Regions from separate parts of the Gossypium hirsutum genome. Here region 2 is linked to region 1. Evidence: chromatin contacts called from public Hi-C data. All regions are on one chromosome and are shown on one strand. The core of a region is the stretch at or near the end of the contact, and the rest is flanking DNA. Distances in the headings are between cores, read along the strand shown.

Evidence for each region. Hi-C and Micro-C count contacts between places; a contact is called where the count stands out from the background.
Region 2: a Hi-C map of leaf shows a contact between it and region 1, with 2.4 times the contacts expected there. The contact joins the promoter of LOC107901054 here to the promoter of LOC107901064 in region 1. A contact is called at or near these places in 2 of 34 Hi-C or Micro-C datasets (both in leaf).

The regions. Positions count from the first base shown.
Region 1 is chrD06:14,610,556-14,613,255 of Gossypium_hirsutum_v2.1, reverse strand. LOC107901064 reads left to right here and starts at 1,290. Exons shown (of 6, transcript XM_016826908.2): 1 at 1,290-1,413; 2 at 1,522-1,668; 3 at 1,918-2,070; 4 at 2,228-2,403. The coding sequence starts at 1,537.
Region 2 is chrD06:14,811,165-14,813,864 of Gossypium_hirsutum_v2.1, reverse strand. It overlaps LOC107901054, which reads left to right and starts at 1,368. Exons shown (of 1, transcript XM_016826895.2): 1 at 1,368-2,422. The coding sequence starts at 1,764. The coding sequence ends at 2,186.

The DNA.
Region 1 (2,700 bases), core at 41-2,540:
AGATACAAATACAATTAAAAAAAGTAAAATAACATAGATTAACATAAGAATTGGTTTTAAGTTTGGGAATTTCTTTTATACGTCGTAACCTACTATAAATCAATGATACAATATATGACTTAAATTTAACTCCCTAATTAAATTATAACTTTACTCCTATACACTCCATTAGTATCGCTATTCTAATAAGACTTCTCCTTAAAAGCTTAATTATATATTAAACGTGAAAACAATTTGTTTGTGGTCAAAATACACCTGATACAAAAAAAAATTTATGAATAAACAAGTGCTTTATTTGATTTGTATATCGACACACATAAACAAGTCTCATTTTAAATAAACCTTTTGTAGACTTGTAATCCTTAAAGTGTAAACAAAATAATCAACTTCATATAATTGTTAGATTTTTTTTGGTCAAAATCTTGCACAACCATCTAGTTACAATTGGAATCAGGAAGGCTGGAATGTGCAACTGCTGCTAACAAATTTTTTAAGGAAAAAATCGGAAATCATTCATTCAAACTAAGCCAACATATATGAGCATTATAAGAACTACTTGAGAGAACGGAAACAAGACCACAATACAGAACGAGATAACCCATCGAAGCAAAAGTCCGCACAGTAACCCAAAATATAAACATGGGACACAACAAACTAGTCGTCGCCATCACCCAAGCCGAAGCAAAGAGGAGATAGGACCTAGATAGGTGCACGAAGCTTGCTTCCGAGAAGCGTTAACTCCTCAAGAAACAAATCCAAGTTAAGTGTCACGAAACATGGGCTAAAAGCAAACAAAAAAAATAAGAAAAGAAACTGACTGAACAGTGAAGACACGCAGGCCTTGTCAGAATAACGAGACCACCACGGACCACTACAAAATCTCATTAGTTGTGGACAATGATGTTTATAAAAGGCCCTGCAGGACTTGGGTAGTGGTCAATGCTCTGATATTGTATACTTTTTTAAGATTCAACAGGATTAACTTGTTTGGAATCCGACATTCCTTTTTGAGATTCAATGGGGTTGGTTTAGTTGGTAAGAACCTGACATTTCATCCGAGACTGGTTTTAAATTTGATTTTCATTCCTGAAAAGAGATCTGCGGCATGCATGGCATGACCTTCCCTCTTAAAAACAAGGAGAATGAACTACGTAACTAAATACCATTAGTCATTAGATATGGGCCTATATATCAATAAATCCTGTTGGACCCTGAGGAACTGACACCGTCTTTGAATAAGGTGGACCTTGGCCCAAGCTCAAGTTGGACATGGATACCATCGTCATTCTTTTTAAAACACGAATAAATTCACACACACACTTAACAAGAACTCAGAAAGCTTATTCCTTTAAAATTGCCGATTCCTCTTCCCATTGAAGCATGGTTCTAGTATAATCCAATCCTATCTTATAGGTAAGTATACTTTCAACTCAAATCTTTCCAGTACGAAAGTACTGCTGAGAGTTAACATTGACTTTTATTGTATGGTTTCTCTTGGGAACTGAATTTTCTTCTCTCCAGTTTGGTGGGTTGAACATGGAGCCGCCGCCTACTGGTGAAGAACCCACTTCGTGGGATGAGCTATATAACATAAATTTGATTCCTTCTGAGCTGTTCCTCAAGTTTAGAAAAGAAATTCAGGGGTTTCGAGTTGGTGTCAATTTGGAGGTTATTTTTCTTTGCTCCTTTTTTTTATTACTTTTACAGTCTTAGGTTGCTCCCTCCATTCATATTATATTGGTGCCAATTCAGGGGTATGAGCCCATGAAAGGAAATTTCTTTTAGCCAATTCAACTTTAAATGTTGCTTTTTTACTTGAAAAGGGGTATTTTTTTTTACAAAAGATAATGTATATCATCCTGTACAGTTTGTTGTTGTTTTGAGCTGTTGAGTAATTGCATCTTAGTTTTGGTTCAGTTCTTCAATGCCCCTATGAATGATTTCCAAACTAAGCTTGTGCTGAAACCTTTATCCCCTGAACGGAGGTGGAAGTTTGCATATGAGCCTATAAGACAAGATGTACGCCTTATTTCCAAAAAGATCCCTGTCACAAAATTTCTTAATCTCCAGGTCTGCTCTACTTTACACAGATAAACTTTCTATTAGTGATAGAATATACAAGTCTATTCCAAATCTGACATTTATTGCTGTAGGTGAATTTATTTGTTTCTCATGCATGATTTTGCCTAGATTTTGCAATGGTTATGGTAAAATGTTTTGGAAATAGGTTGGCATAGGCCACAATTTCAAGATGAATGCAATTGGTTGGAAATGGAAGCTCACCACCTGTTTTGGTGGAGATGGAATTTCTCGGATTCGGAATAAGACAACTCTTGGCTTGGTTCCCGGCCTGGATTTTCGATTTGGGTGGAGGGCAGATTATGTTCTTCCAGAAGTTACTGGGCAAGTTCCTTGAACATGTATTTTAAGAATATTTATTTCACAAAACGGGGGAAGCAATAAGCTTATGTCTAATAGAAGAATCATATTTGATTTCCTTGATCTTGTATGAAGATATTCCAAGGAAACTGCAAGTCGATGGCTATTAGGACACATCTAGAATATTCATTGATGTTATTACTCATATGCTTTAAACATGACTCAGAATTTCCGAAATGTGTTATTGTCATGGTTCTCCTTGTAAATAGTGGCATTTTTGTTCCTTCACAATTTAATATGAAGACATGATTTCGTGATTAT
Region 2 (2,700 bases), core at 119-2,618, 200 kb before region 1:
AATATCCGTATCTATCATAAAAAACATATGCCACCAAACACTGAGGCATCAGTTGTAGTTATCTGGTCCCAACAACAAAATGAAGAAAAGATTCCCCTTGCCGGTGAAGGTGTGAAAGAGGAGTCCTTTCATAAGGAAGCTGCCACTGCCACACCTCTTCAACCGGTTTTGGCCTTGCCTTTGTCCGTATAGAAGAAGAGTGAGCAAATCTTGCACATGGTTCATTTGCCTTGCACCATTGTCTTTTTCTGACGTTAAATGAAGTCTGATACCGCTCTCTTTTAGCATGAAGAAAGAGTAGACATACGAATTCTTAATTAAACTTAGCTAAACCTTTGCAGCATGGTTGGAGAAAAAGAACGTCATAAGCTTTGGCCGTCACAGACAATAAAGCCTCCTCCTTTAGCTGTTCTGGTTCCAACCCAAGCTAAGTCTCTTCCTTTTCTGTACAATCTTTTGATCGAGCTGTCCCTGGTTTCAGCACAAAATACACCATTTTTATCTACAAAATCCTTTCAATAATGCTTCTCCCAAGTTTAGTCACCCGCTACTAGAAGAAACAAACAAAGTGTCTAAAAGATAAAAAATAATACCTTGGAAGCTTACCTGCAACAAGAATTTTGGATGCCAGTGGCAGTTCCAAGTAGGTGAGGAGATATAGGCAAAATGAAGACGATTTGAAGTACCGAGTTCATCAGAAAAACCCACGAAAAAGACCCAACAACTTCTAAAGGGAACTGAAAAATGCTGCTACAAAGATGTTTGTTTGAGAGAAATCTCTGATAGTGAGATATGATGATTGTGAACTATTCTAAATGCTATGATTTGAATTTTCTGCTGGATTATTAAGAAGAGTAGTTGGAATTGTGTATAGGACTTCCACTACCCTCCAATTATCAAGCACCACATGTCCGCTGAAATGGAAGAAGATAAGAAAAAGACCCATAGTTGTTATATTTATAACTAAAAGATTAAAACCCAGATTTTGAACATCATCAAAGTAGTAATGGACAGTTTCATTGATTAAAAGCTTCATATTAGATCAGCATTGTGGGGTTGTATGGGAATACATTTACTACCATTACAGTAGAAACCACAAATGTGGTTCTATATTTTCTTTTAAGCTGGACTCAGTTTCATAAGATTTGGAGCAATGCATTGAAGAGTAGTATCTCAACACTGAACCTAGACATATTCATATACGGTCAATTAATGTAACTATTATGATCGTGGTTATGAATTTTAGACGGAAAAAGGTTTCATCTTGATTGGGTTTTTGATTTAAAAGTATATTGTTGCTGTGGTCACATCTGGCTGTCTGGTGGCAGCAATTTTAGCAGCCGCAGGTTTTCATTTGAATCCCAAAGTCTCAATCACGTCAACCATGCCAAAATCCACAATACTTGGATCTATAATGGGTTTAGTTTCTCCTCATCTCATTTAAGTTAATCAGTTTTTATTATTTTAGTTTATGTTGGAATATATTTCATAGTAATTTTGATAATTTCTGATTTATCTGTGGGACAGCCACAAGCATGGCAAATGGAAATTGGCAACCACTTTATTCTTTTGCTTAAATTTCATTTGTCTTTTTTTTTTTATCACATCCACATGACATAACTTTTTTTAACTTACCTGTTCCTCTCCCTTCACAATATAAGAGTTGCACAGAACACAAAACAGAAAACAAAACATAGTTTAGAAAACATAGAAATAAGAACAGAGCAACAAAACGAAGGAATATTCAATGTTTGTTCCCTGCAATGGCGGTTTCAAGCATAGACACTCAAAACCCACCCAGCAAAGCGACAGCTCCGATCGAAATTCACTGCGTTAAATGTGAGTCCTGCGGCTTCACAGAGGAGTGCACCCTTGCATATATACTGCGTGTCCGGGAACGTTACCAAGGCCGTTGGATTTGTGGGCTGTGCATCGAGGCCGTCAAGGATGAGGCTCTGAGATCGGATACGCTTATTTCCACCGAGGAAGCACTGGACCGACACATCAAATTCTGCAATCAGTTCAAGGCGTCGAGTCCTTTAGATGAAACGGAGCACCCTATCTCGGCCATAGGGAGGATTCTTCGTCGAAGCCTGGATTCACCCCGGCCTCTTAGGTCTAACTCAAGTGGAGTCTTTCCAGGATTTGAAGAAGTCACTCAAGGCTCCATCTCTTCATCCGTCTGAGAGCTGTTTCTCACCTCTTTCCGGCTTGATTATTCTTCCCAAGTTTTACGGTTACTTGGTAGTGCATGGAAAACAGAGGAATTCTGTTTGAATATAAGATTGTTAATAATTATATATGTCTTAATTGCTGTAATGTTTTGGAATCTGAATTTAATGAACCTTGTAGTGTAAACAGCATGTATATCTGATGAACAGCTTCGGCTTTCAAAGTTTATAAGATTTAGAGTATCTGAGTATGTTCTTTGTGATGAGCACAATCCGAGCATATTATAATCTTACAGCATGTGTTATATATTATGACTTGGAACAGCCCAGATTAGCCAGCTGCCACTCTAGCTGCTGTGCAGTCTCAATTAGCATGATGTACAACACAAATATCTTGGTTTTTCTTTTTGGAACTTTCCCAACCCATAAAAAAGAAAAGAAAAAAAATTCCGACATTTTTTAAGAATCTTATTGCCCCAAGACCAAGGGGGTTGTGGCAAAAGAACATTGCTCCAAGTCACTGCTGTTT